3 separate regions of the Drosophila melanogaster genome follow, and all the other regions are linked to region 1. The links are chromatin contacts, called in public targeted proximity ligation maps. All regions are on one chromosome and are shown on one strand. The core of a region is the stretch at or near the end of the contact, and the rest is flanking DNA. Distances in the headings are between cores, read along the strand shown.

Evidence for each region.
Region 2: a targeted proximity ligation map of the Kc167 cell line shows a contact between it and region 1, with 2.6 times the contacts expected there. A contact is called at or near these places in 7 of 107 Hi-C or Micro-C datasets (the Clone 8 cell line, the Kc167 cell line, the S2 cell line and 3 more) and 1 of 7 datasets of targeted methods (the Kc167 cell line).
Region 3: a targeted proximity ligation map of the Kc167 cell line shows a contact between it and region 1, with 2.9 times the contacts expected there. A contact is called at or near these places in 4 of 107 Hi-C or Micro-C datasets (the Clone 8 cell line, the Kc167 cell line and wing imaginal disc) and 2 of 7 datasets of targeted methods (both in the Kc167 cell line).

The regions. Positions count from the first base shown.
Region 1 is chr3R:9,929,997-9,934,557 of dm6, forward strand. Glut4EF (Glucose transporter 4 enhancer factor) reads left to right here. Exons shown (of 7, transcript NM_001275515.1): 2 at 368-549. CG46467 reads left to right here. Exons shown (of 7, transcript NM_001382173.1): 2 at 368-549. Among named protein-coding and RNA genes, the nearest start is that of lncRNA:CR45029, 54 kb to the left of the region's middle.
Region 2 is chr3R:9,807,173-9,811,733 of dm6, forward strand. FBXO11 (F-box protein 11) reads right to left here and starts at 2,196. Exons shown (of 4, transcript NM_001275512.1): 1 at 1-2,196. The coding sequence starts at 1,510. It also overlaps asRNA:CR44035.
Region 3 is chr3R:10,040,234-10,044,794 of dm6, forward strand. Mical (Molecule interacting with CasL) reads right to left here and starts at 2,662. Exons shown (of 24, transcript NM_176447.2): 1 at 2,559-2,662; 2 at 1,739-1,765. CG3909 reads left to right here and starts at 3,037. Exons shown (of 5, transcript NM_141712.4): 1 at 3,037-3,116; 2 at 3,170-3,461; 3 at 3,533-3,771; 4 at 3,829-4,016; 5 at 4,071-4,373. The coding sequence starts at 3,114. The coding sequence ends at 4,344. CG11722 reads right to left here. Exons shown (of 4, transcript NM_141713.4): 4 at 4,363-4,521. The coding sequence ends at 4,394.

The DNA of each region.
Region 1 (4,561 bases), core at 1,120-3,619:
AATTGGTTTTTCACTTCTCGGAAATAGTTTTTGCCTATTATCAAATCAGATTTCCAGGGATTTCGCCGCGGAATAGATACTACAATTATTGGGAAACACTCGCCTTGCGTGACGGATGTCGATGCAACAATGTTAGATGCAGATACCCCCCCCAGGAATATGTGTTCCATGTCGCCGTTTTCTCAATTAGGAATCGCTCTAAAGTGCCCACACTGGGTCATTAATTTGTAATGGGATGCTCAATAAAGTTGTGCGCTTTAATTGTTCCAGCGGGTGACTCATGGCGACCGTTGAACAGCACCAGGCCAGCCGATAAGAAGCTTCTGACTAACCCAAGTCCGTTCTCTTTTTCCCATTCCGTTTGCAGGAACCCATTGAGCTGAAGAAGCGACTGGAGGAAGTGCGTCTGCTGGAATCGCGACGCTCCGCCCGTCTGGCAGACCAGGATCGCGACACGGACTTTGCCAGACTCGCCGACATGAGTGGCGAACGCCGCAGAACCACCACACACAGTATTGAGGTGCCATCGCAGCTGACGGCGCAGCACAAGTGAGTACAGACGCTAAGTTTCTCAAATATAGTATAGTAAACCAGCATAGGAAACAGAAATCATGCCAGATTAATCACAATTCATGATGGTTGGCCCCAGGAATAGAGAAACCTAATGGCGAAACCTCTTGGTTTAAGCTTAAGGTAAACACTCAGAATATCTGTTTACCTGAGTAAGAACGGCCAATCATTTTGCCGGTCCTACCCGGTTTTTAATCGCAGTTTTATTCGTTCGTTTTGTGTGCTTCGACTTTGGCTTACGGCTTTTGCATAAATATGCAACGATTGGCGTCTGTGGAGACTGGGCCATATCAATAATTTATAAGTGGCGACAAATTAGCGGAACCGGCCACCAAGTCACGGACATCGACCGATCCATGTATAATATCTATAATAAAATTGTGTCTCCGTCTTGTCGGCCAGCTGCGCCCTCGACCGGCCACGCCCAGCTATTTAGCATAGACGCCGCTTTAACTGCACTTACATAAAGAGTTCTCAGCAGCACCCCCGCGTTTCGCTGACTTTCACAATGCTCCATTCCACTGGGACGACAGCTGATTGCAAAATAATTCAAATTTTCAATTACTACCCGCTCAGACGTCGCGACGACTACGTCGAACTTAAAGACGGCGGCGACGACAAAAAGTACAAAATACGAAACACTAACATTTGATTACGCAGGCAGGCGGTCGGGGGCCGGGTGTCATAGTCTAAGTGAGCGCTCTAATCAAACGGGGAACTTTTATTTCTGACCGGACTGGGTATCCTGAATTCTTTTGTAATTCCAAGCAAATTAAATGTGACCAAGCAAATCAAATTAGCGTCCCTTTTGTAGTGTTACCATGCAACGGAAAATGAGGTCAGAAGTAGGTTCATTTTGGGCAAAAACATATCTGTCTATGCATGCATATATCACAGATATCACAGCTAGTCCCTTGGCCCCATTAATGTGACGACAAGTGTAGAGCATTAAATTTCCGACTTACAATTGGAGCGTTTGTCACTCGCCACTGATGGCTGCGTATTCCATTTCAATTTCAATTGATAAGCCTCGCGCGCCGCAGTCGAAACTATTAGTCAAGTGTGCAAAAAGCAGCAACATCAGCGCTGAATGCCGGCCACGTTCTCAATTGATAATAAAAATAATAACAATAATAATCAAAATAAAGAATGAAAAAGAGCAAACTTGGGAGCTGAAAACAAAAAGCGCAGGCAGGCGGCAAAATATGGCTCGACATGTCCAGCCAGCCAGGGGTGTGCGGTTCAAAGGAGGTCGCGTTGCGGCGGAGAGGGGTTTGGTCACTTGAATTGCGTCGCAAATGCTAACCGGCCATCCAAAGTCGAAACAAAAAACAGCTGGAAAAACTAAAACTACAGTCATGCGGCATTGTTGCTGTTCCGCCTGCAACTGTTGCTGCTGGTGTTGCAAGTGGCAACTATAGCTTATGTTGCTGTTGCCGAAAAAAATGGAAAACTAGGAAATACAGAGTTGCTTCTGCTGATTCGGCTTCATTGTGTCGTTCGTTGTAATAAAATTCAAATAAAATTCAATTGAGTTCAGCGCGAGTCGCTGGGCCAGTTTAATTTAATTAATTACAATGCCGGCGAGCGCGAGATGCGGCATGTGGCATGTGGCACATTGTACATACATAGGTGGGTAGGTGGGGCGAAGGGAACGCCACCCTGTAGTTGTGAAACTGAAACCAAACAAGGAGACCATTTGCCGGTGGTTTTGCCGCAGTTTCAGTTAGTTTAGTTTATCATTGCCCGTTGCCCCTTCGTTTTTATTTCATTGTGCTGTTTTTTTTTTTGTTATTGTTTCGAAAGCCGCCTGCGAATGCGGAAGTATTTTTCCCGCTCCGCACACAGATACGCAAATAAGCTGTAAGCACAAAGCTCTCGCGATTTCGAGTCTGCGTATGTGTGTGTGTGCTTGTGTGGGTGTGTGTGTGCATCTGTGTGCGTGTCTATCGCCGCCATATTCGTTATGTTTTGATATGCCACATCTGGGCAGCGGGAAAGAGGGAGACGGCACTCACACACACGTGTAATGATAACAACTCGCTCACCTTGCACGGAACCGCTCCCAAAGCCCCCGGGCACGCCCCTGCCCCCCCTGCCCTACCATCGAGTGACACGCGCTTCTCGCGTAATGCGACGTAATATCAAATGCCCACCCCCCTATAAATACCCCCTCATTCCGCACACCCCCGCACCTACAACTGGTCAGATATGTGATTTTCTCGCACGCGGAATTTGGGTTTTTAATGCGCTTTTTTTATTATTATTAATTTGCATAGTTTAGCAAGCGAGCTGATAGTTTGAGTAAACAGTTGTGTAGTTAATTCGCCGGGTAAACAAGTTGTGGTTTGAATAATATTGGCTAATATTCGTTTGATTCATACCATTGAATGAATTTGATCTTGGAAAATCCAGTTGCACACAACCGTTCATTAAGCAGCATTTCATTTTATCGCAGTGCAATTGCACTTGACAGACAAAGAACGCATAATGATACAGCAGAAATATAAACAAAATAATTAAATCAAAAAAAAAAAGAAAAAGAAAAAGAACAAATGCAGGCGAATTAAATGCGGAAAAAAGTGGTAATAAATATAATAAGCGCGTAATTATCGCGTAAATGTCAATTTACGCGGCGAATGCGTTGCATCAGTGCTAATTTTTAACGCTCTAGTAGACGACAGACCCCATCTATATGGAACATACCTCCCTCCCCCTTCCCACAAAAAAAGCGCCCCCCCAGAACCCCGATCCTCACGCGTTCGACTAATAAAAGCGTGTAAGCGTCAATTGGCCAGGTTACTCAGTTAAAGTTAACTATGTTGTTGTTGTCGTTGTTTTGTTTTCATTCTTTTTTTTTCTTGTTGTTATTACTGCTGTTGTAATTGCAATGATTAACAACAGCAACCGCCGCCGGGGGAGCAAAGTACCCCCCCCCCCCATTTGGCACCCCAACCCCCGTCGTTTTCCAGCTGCATTCGCCTGTGTTGCTTATTGCAAAAACAAACAATATGGGAAAACTGGCAGCGTGCAAAGAAAAGCAAAAGAACAGCACAAAAACACACAGACCCCAACAACAACAACAACAGCAGGAATAATAATATAAATAATTTTACAAACAAGTTTACCGTTGCAAAACAAAATAGCGCAAAAAAATGAAGAACGAAATCAACAAAAAATACTCAACAACAAAATCAGAACAACAAAAACAAGTTGTAAATTAATTATCAACAAGTTCCACTTGGGCAGGAAAAACAGAAAAAAATTGTGTCTTAAAGTCGATTAGCCAAATTGACTTGGTCTTTAACTAGTGTTATTAGTCATGGCTAATATCGATTTGATACCGATTTCCGATGCAAATTGGCTGAGAATCATTCTCGCTACCTTTTGGCAGAAAAGTTCAGTGACGAAGGCTGCATAAACAACGACGTTGGCGGTGACGTCAAGAAATTAGCAATAGAAAACGGGGAAAGCGCACGACAGAAATGAAAACAAATTCCATATAAAAAGCGGGTTCGGGTGATGGAAAAACAGAATTCAAATCCAAGTTGGCCGGCAGCGGCAATTAGCCGAGACTTGAAAAATATTTACCAGTTGTTTTTCTATTTTTTTTTTTTTTTTTGTTCTTTTTTGTATTCATTTTGTCTCTGTATTGTCTCGTATTTAATTTAGCTTTGTTTTCTACGACTGCTGCTGCTGCTGCTGCTGGCAAGACTATGTACAAATATTATTATGAGCGACTGTTTGTCTTGCCCTCAAAAATACGCCGAGAGTCGAGAGCAGAACCGCTCGCAAAAAGAGGGGAAAAAAAATAATACTTAATTTCAGTACAATAAAAAGTCAAGTCGAGCGCAAAAGTGGGTCAAAATTATTATTGAAGCAGAACAAAAACAAAGCCAGCAGCAAGGCAACGATATTGGCAATGCAGCAACAAAATAAGTTGTAGGAGTGCAGGGGGGTGTGCGGTGGCAGGGGGGGAGGGGGATGGTTC
Region 2 (4,561 bases), core at 946-3,445, 120 kb before region 1:
CCACATTGCCGGCTCCTGCACCGGCTGGCACAAAAACTCCTGCAGCCGCTCGCTCTTCTGGGTAATCCAGAGCCGCCTGAATGGTGTTGAAGAACACAATACTACGGCCAGAGCTGCGACGCTCCTGGTAACCGGGACGCACGTGCACACCGCGGTACAGCTGGCGGAAGCTCTCTTTCCACGGATTAGCGTACTCCGACTCTTCGGGCTTCTCAAACACGAACTTGCACAGTTCCGGGTTGAAGAGCGGCAGGTCGTACTCAAAGACAGACTGATAGAGACGCTTCCACAGCTCCGTGTCGTTGGCAATGGTGTTAAAGCGCTTACATACAAGCGCCAGCCGGCATAGGTCCTGTTCCATAAGATACGAGAAGATGGCCAGCAGTACCTCGTCGGGCAGTTCATACTGAAGGTACTGGGCCGCTGTGGGCGCACAACCTGCTCCGCCGGACGCAGCTGTTCCAGCTCCGGCTGCTTCACCTGTGGCACCTGCAGACGGTCCCATCTCTCCGCCTTGTGTGTAGAGGCGTCGAGATCTTTTCCTAGCCGGCAGCATGTAGTTATTATCCTCGATGGCAGCGCCAACCGGCAGTGCTCCACAATGCTGTTGCGGCACCGAACTGTGGACATTGGGTGGCTGCGCCAGAGTGGCTCCAGTGGTGGGTGCATTGTTCACCGGAAAGGTGGCGCTGGTCGAGGGCGCCTGAACATTGGACGAGGAGCTCGAGGACGAGGCGGACGAAGACGACGAGCTAGAGGAGGAGGACGATGAGGAGCTGGAGGGCGAGGCACCCGGATTAACCAGTGGCGGGGAGCTGCTCGATGGTCCCACGAGTATTGCGGCAGCTGCTGCCACGGCGGAAGATGAACTAGTGGGCCACTGTTCGTGGCTGCTAGCGGAGATCTTTCGGCGCAAGTCGTACGGGCTCTGGTGACTACTTCCGGCAGAAGCGGAGGCTGCAGCTGCTGCGGCGGCCGACGTGCTTGCCGTACTAGATCCGACTGTGGCGCAGGTGGACTTCGAAGCGGTGGTGGAGGAGGCTCCTAATGCCGGTGGCGTTGACTGGCTGGTGCCGGCGCCCGAACTCTCAGTGGTGTCCATCATTTGCAGGGCATTGTAAAAGCTGCCAGAGAAGCCCGATGAAGCTGCTCCGCTGGATCCACTAGCTCCTTGGCCGCTGTCAAAGTACTCTGCAGAACTAGAGGCTCCTGCTGCAGTAGGTCCGGCGGCTGATGCTGCCGCCGCTGCAGATCCGGATGTGGAGGTGGCGCCACTGCTTCCGCTACTGCTGGCGTTGTTGTTGCCAACGCCACCAGCCCCGGAACTACTGGCGGCATTGCTGTTGGAACCGGATGCACTGGCTCCCGCACCGGCGGCGGTCACGTTCTGCTGAAGCATGGGGTCCATAATGTTGCCCGTCGGCCGGTTGGGCATTGCTATCCGGTTGGCTCCTTTCCGTCGGGAGCGGCGCACGTAGGTGCGCGATGAGGTGAATGAGGCGCTCGGCATCTTCGCTTCACCTGCCCAGCGATGATCAGTTTTCCACGAGTTAATCAGACCCAAAGACTTTTGCGTTTGAGTTTTCACAGTTTTCCAACCCCATATGCACACGCACTCACACTGGCATACACACACTGCCACATGCACATGCACAATTTGGCGACGACTTTTCGCTCTTTCTCTCGTTCCCCTCACTTCGCTTTCGATGTGGAGTGCCACCGATCGGTTCGGATTGGCTGGCTATATCCTTGGACCCTTCGATTGATTGTTAATTTAGCTACATTTGCTAAAGTTTATCCGTCTGCTGACTGCTCTTCTTATTGCTAGCGAGTGCATGTGTATGTGTGTGCGAGTGTGCCTTTTTCGGGGTTTCTATCCTTTGTCTCTCCTTTGTTTTGTTTTATTTGGTTAGAAGAGCACCGCTAGCGTACACGCTGGTCTGCTCCGTCTCGCTCACTCATTGTTACTCCGTCTCCCCTTTAATTCGTCTTCGCAGCAGACACTCTGATTTCTTTTCGCTTGTTTCGCGGTCCAAATAAACACTTTTCACAATGCAAATACGCAAGTTCTATCCAATAGCTTGTGCACTTGACACAATTGAACACTTTTATTCCAAAATTTCAGAAGCGAAACCACCTATACTCGGAGTTTTAATTTTAGCGTTGAGAGTGACCGCTGCTCGACTGATGGAAAATACCAGCTAGCAACGGAAAAAAACCGACAGCGCCTTAAAGACGTTTGGTATTTTTTGGCATCGTTTTTGTGAAATCGATTTTAATATCGATGAAATTGATATCTTTTTGGCGCGTATTCAAATGCTTCGTGTCTATTTTAAATTATAATGCACAATTAAATGTATGCTTTTACCGCGTTCATAAATCTTAAACATTTTAAATTTTATAAGTTTTAAATGTTTGCATTAAGTTGTACTGATTTTGGGAGCGCGTGGTAAACAGCCAACATGCAACCAAACACATCAGCTGCAGCATATCGACAATTAAGGCCGCGTCACGCCTCCTTTGGGTATAAGTTTCATTGTTCACCTGCTTGTCATTGCCGTTTTGCGCCATGTTTTGACTGCTTCATTGAACGAGTGCCCAACATTGAACTTCGCACACGCGATTGCATCGACTATGGGAAATTGAACTTAAATGTTTCTTTTACTGAACTTGTGACCCAAATGCCAAAAGGCACGTGTCAAATGTTAAGCATACTTTTTATATAAATAGCACTCTTTGGAGTTCGCTGTCCAGCTGGATTCCAATTATTAAACTTAAAAGTTACAAAAATCAGACGTAGTTTCGAAATAAAACTAATTAGAGATAAGAAATAAATAATTTTTTTTTGTTTCAATTTAATTGTGTAGCACCGTATTTGACACTCTCAATATACAAACAAATTGAAAAGAGTTAATCTTAGATTTTACTTTATTCGTTCACTTTTATAGTTGAAACATGGGCCATACAGCTGCCCTAAGATGATTTGTTAATCATTTGTTTATAGTTTTTCTCGACCTATTCGTTGTGTCCTCGTCCACTCGTCGTTTTCCGTAATTTTTTTCCGGTTTTCGCCACTTAAACCAGCTTGTAGTTACGAGTGTTGTTTTGGTCTGCGCTTTGTGGTGCCCATTTAGAGGTTCTACTTCCTTTACATTCCCTCACCCGGCGTGAATGATAATGGCATACGCATCCCTTTGGTCCGACGCCACCGAAAAGGGGGGTGGGTGGGTTGACTATGGCCATATGTTCTCGGGGGGTCTGGTGTCCTGTACTCCCCGGCATCTCCTCGCCGCTGACCTCAATAATAATTTCGTCTAATTGCTTCGTAATTATGCCGCGCACATGCTTTTCTTGATTCGCCCGTTGTTGGTAATTCACTTGGCCCCCACGGTTACCTTCCTATCTTCGCTGGTGCGTGCTCTCCTCTCCTTTGAGCTCTCGAGGATGTGAACGTGAATGTGGGTGGCCTCAAGTGGGCGGTGGTCGGTGGCCTCCGGTGGGTGGAAGCGTCCGAGTCAACCATTTTCGCATATTATTATTTGTCTCCTTTGTTTTGCGCAATTTTTCGTCATTTGCTTCATTTTCTGTCATTAGAGGCATTTAACTTTTTGCTGTTTTGCCTCTTTTCCGATTTGCCTTCATTATTCAGGCGGCCGCCAGTGCCAGTGCCAGTTTTCGCATTTCGGATTCAGGCCGACGAAAAAACTGAGCAAATGGATTTTCCTGTGGTCAAGCTGAAAGCAGGGCAAAGGTGGACAATTAAATTATTATTGCCGCGATATTTAGTCGTGTAAACAACATTAATGTGTCGAAAATAATAACCACTACCATATTCTTTTAAAACTTTTACTTTTACTTAAACTGAAATCCTCTGTAATGTATGAAATTCTCCATATGTGCTTTCTTTTTAAGTGCACCTCATTTAGGAGCTGCTACCTTTAAGAAATTTTCCTTTCCATACCAATTTTCTTTTGGGTAGTGGCAACCAAGGAGCGGATCAATGTGTGTCAATGGGCCTGTTGCCTCCAATTGAATCCACCTGTCCGCTGGCGGAGTGCCGAGCTGCATGCCTGACATGCAGCAGAATATGCCAAGTCATTTAGATGGAATCGCTCACATTTTTAATGACAACTAATGCGAGTGCCCTGCACCACCACCACCAACAACATCACCATCAGCACCACCCTTCGCCAACCTAGTTTTTGGGCCCGGCTTAATCACATTTCCAGGAGCTCTCTTTCGGGCAAAAGTGTGTATGTCTAATGCGCAAAACTTTTAATTGAGTTTAAAATTGCATGAAGAAGGGACGAACCGAAGGTCCTCTGCCAATGGAAATCGGCAAGCGTAATTAAACGCGAGTGCGTGTGTACATATGTATATGCGCGCTGTTTTTGAAGTGTGTCGGTTTCAATCTCGGTAAATTGCCCATGAAATATTAACTCAACCATAATGAGACGCAATTTGCGTATCTTTCGCAGTTTTGCCAACGAAATTTGTGGCAGGCGTGTAAAATGCCACACATTTGTGCAAGACAAAGGTTGTACCATTTGAATTATAAATG
Region 3 (4,561 bases), core at 1,412-3,911, 110 kb after region 1:
TACTTTAAGTTCATGATAGATTGGCTAATTGCAGAATATTTAAATAAATTTAGCACACAGATACATATTATTTATATTTTTCTGATCCCACATATTTAGTAAAAGGGGGAAAAAAAAAAACAACAAAAACGAGGCCCCAATTAGGGCCCAAATTAGGTGTTTTTCTCGAGGCTGAGGCTTAAAATAACATTCCAACCTTCGAAAGTGATAAAAGAGCCCAGCGTTGATTATTATAAATAGCAATGCTCCACCTATTATCTTATCTCTGGATTTAAATACACTTTTGGCCATGCCAAAGATCGGACCAGAAATATTTATTCAGTCAAGCAAAAAGTTTGGCTCTTCCACTGGAATCCAAATGGTGAGTACTTTCCCATTGTTCTTGTGCTTTTGCCAGTGCAATGTCATGACTTGACGCCATCACATTTTCATTTTCTGGGCTGCCTTGATTGGTGTAAAGAAAATTGCACCGACATCAGAACGCGATCTTAAAAGTCAATGCTCCTATATATTGCTCTTGTGACTGGGGGGTTCAACGAATGGCGATTATTCCAGCTATATTCTTATCAGAGGATGTTCGTGATTGCGACTCTCTTGGTAATTTCCATAGAGTTCAACCCGTACAATGGGTTTACAAATAGCACTATATATCATTTTATTCTTATTTTATCTTCATGTACTAAGCACTGTATATAATCTCAAAACAATCATTTGATTATCTACTTTGATAGATATTTCATGTAATTTACTGAATTTCTTTAAAATAATGTCATGGCTAATATGTCAAATCTTTTCGCTTACTTGACAATAATGTTCCCTGCTTTCTTGTTTGACTTTCTTTTGTTTTTGGAAAACTTCGGCACTTGTCATTGTCGGCTGCTGCCACGCCCTCCGTCACGCCCCTTACAATGATGTCACATTGCACAGACTCAAATTGCTCCAATTTCGCCCCCATTGCTTTTGACTATGTCACGCTTTTCCCAGCGAGCGCTTTTCCACACTTGACTTCGCATTTCCCCGCGATCTTGGAACCGCGGTATTCCCACCTCAACTAATAACTTTGTTGGTTTTCCATCCATTTTCCGAGTGCATTGCGCCTGGGCTTTGGCTTTTTCCGCAGTTTGCCACTGTTTCATTTTCTTTTTGCATGCCCTGGATTTCCATTTTGTCGTACTTGGTTTTTGCGCTGGTTTTTCTCGCCGATTGTGAAAAGTTGTGCACTAATGGCAGCTGTGAAATGCATTTATGTTTATGGTCTAGTTTTTCCATTCTTATTATTATTTTTTTTTTTTTTGACGCCTTTTGAGCACCTCTTAAGGGCAAACATTTATTCTTATCCTCCAGTCACATTAGTGCGAAGGCTAAGAGCAACCGTGATGGGTTTGCTTTGGAATTACGAATGGAAGTGGAGCAAAGCTGTGGGATTTAGAGTCATTTAACTTTACGGATCTTTAAGCGTCACTACTACTACCTAACTACCTTTCTTTCTATAGGACCATTTCATACCCTAGAAGACATCGTTTGCCTGTAGTATTGTTAAAATAAACGAATAACTAACTTTCATATACCAAATCTCAAGTAAAGAATGTTTTATGAAATGAATACACCTCTCTTAAGATATATGAATCCCAACATGTGTGAGAAAATTAACATAAAATACCGATAAGATTACATAAACATGCAAATCTTCCACTTCATCTTATAATATAGCATTATTGATCCCCGGCTGGCGACTCACCTTGATAATTTACAAATTCAGTTGGAACTGTTTGATTTATTCGAAAGGGTTTGCATATATCATTTTGAAAACGGCAAATTGCGATTATAATCGAAACAAAAGTGAGCAGAGGAAGAGAAGAAGAATAAGAGGAATGGCGATATTAGGGAGATAAAGTTGCACGCGAAAACCGGTTGCCGTTATTGTTTACACCAAATCGGAAACGAAGTTGTGGGGGCAGGCGCGAATATGAATGTTGTACGGAGGGGAAGAAGTGGAAACTGGGCGGAAAACGGAGAACGGGGAACGGGAAAGTGGGAATCAATAAAACAAACACACCACGAAAAACACATGGAAAGTGCAGCAAAACTATATGCCTTTCATTTCGGTTTAGTGCACAAATCGGCGAGTCCTGCTGCCACAAGAATGAATCATTCGAATCTTTTCGATTTTGTCGAAAGATATGATATGTGAGATAAATAATATGCTGATGCACAACCACACACACACTCGCACTCACGCTCACGCACACCCGCCCCCACACACACGAACGAACGAGGCTTCACTGTTTATGTTTATTAATATATTCCAGACACGCGGATCCATAGAAGAAAATCATACATATTCGAATTCACGGCGGCGACGACAGCAAAATGAAAAAAAATCGAAAACGAACCGAAAACTGAAAAGCAGAACACACGCGTTGGTCCTATTCGTTCCTTTGTTTTTGATATCGTATCGCGAGGGGCTAAGAACTATAACTATATCCGCATTATATAACCGCACTGGTAGATCCGGGCATGGCTGCACCGTGGGGCACGTAATTGCACCCGTCACTTACACTTTTCCTCGCCAGTCGCTTGGATCTCGCGTCCGAGTCGTTTGGGGATTTGTTTTTTAAAACGCGACGTTCGTTCCTCGGTTCTCGACGGCTATAAACAGTGTGGCCGCGCCGGGAGTGCAACTATAAGCCGATGGTGTGACCATGGCGGGAAAGTGGTATTATGCCGTGTGCCATATGGGCAAATATACCAAAACAATAAATAGCAATTCAAATAATTTAATATATAACATGTTTACTTAAAAACTAAGCTTTTTACCTAAATAAGTATAATAAAGATATAATAAAGTAAAATATTATTTTGTTATATATAATATTACCTGTGAAAAAATTTTAAAAACGTCAATTTGTTTTATACTTCTTTATTTCTTTCATTTATATAAAGAATTCCATGTTTAATTTATTCACATTGAAACATATTCAGCATAACAGTTTTGACCCACTGTAAACCTCCCTTTTCAATACTAATTCTAACGTCAACCATTGTTATCGATAACAGCTAATTTGCTGATCGCTCTCGTTCGCATAAAATAAACACTTTTCCGGCATTTTAAAATGGTAAGTAGATATTTAACGAACTGTGCCTTTTATACATCCCTTTTTTCCGCTAGTTTTCTGTCCTTCATAAAGAGGAAAATGCGCACGACAGTCAGCTATGGGCGTGCACCTGGGGACGCGACACTGCGGCCTCAGATCCGGATGACGCGGTCGTGGAGCCCGAGGAGAATCCCTTTGATTTCGATAAGAAGGAGGCCCGCCCGAAGGATTTCTTGGTCACCGGCGGACTGGATGACTTGGTAAAGGTGTGGGACTTGCAGGAGGACAACACCCTAAAGTTGCGCCACAAACTAAAAGGACATGCCCTGGGAGTTGTTTCTGTGGCCGTCAGTTCCGATGGACAGAGTAGGTTGAAAGATTCTGTACTTGGGAGATAGAGAAATGGACATCAATTAATGGTGCCGCCTTCCTTCCAGCCATTGCCAGTAGTTCTCTGGACTCCACCATGTGTTTGTGGGATGCCCGTTCGGGCGACAAGAAACACCTACTTAGCTTTGGGCCTGTTGATCTCTGGACGGTGCAATTTTCACCCTGCAACAAATATGTGATATCCGGACTGAACGACGGCAAAATCTCCATGTACAGTGTGGAAACCGGAAAGGCAGAGCAGACATTGGATGCCCAAAATGGGAAATACACGCTTAGCATTGCCTACGTAAGCTTTATCTGGTAAATAACCCATTTTGAGAATCCTATAGCTGTATTATTCTAGAGTCCCGATGGCAAGTACATTGCCAGTGGAGCCATCGATGGTATCATTACCATTTTCGATGTGGCCGCGGGCAAGGTAGTGCAAACATTGGAAGGACACGCGATGCCAGTGCGTAGCCTTTGCTTTTCTCCGAACTCGCAGCTGCTGCTCACTGCCTCAGATGATGGTCACATGAAGCTTTATGATGTGTAAGTGGCTTAACACCTATGACATTTTCAGGCACTACTATCTCCTCGTTTTAGAACCCACTCCGACGTTGTGGGCACCCTATCTGGGCACGCATCTTGGGTGCTGTGCGTGGCATTCTCCGAGGACGGCAAACACTTTGCCAGCTCCTCCAGTGATAACAGCGTGAAAATATGGGACACCTCGGAACGCAAGTGCCTGCACACGTTCGCCGAGCACACAGATCAGGTGTGGGGCGTCCGATATAGCCCCGGAAACGACAAGGTGGCCTCTGCTTCTGAGGACAAGTCCCTGAACATATACTACTGTCCGCCCAATGCCATTGTTTGATTTCATACAATAGAGCGTAGGTTTAAAACAAAGAACAAGAATGATTTATTTACGGATTACCCTCCGAGCTCGATTTAACCCGCAGAAGGGGCTGCGTGGCTTGAGTTAGCATCGTGTCTTTGTACTTCTGGTCGGGTATGTACATATTAAAAGTTTTAAAGTAGTGCAGTATGTTTTCTAAAAAGGGAAAAGTTAGACTGAGGTATTCTGAGAACAC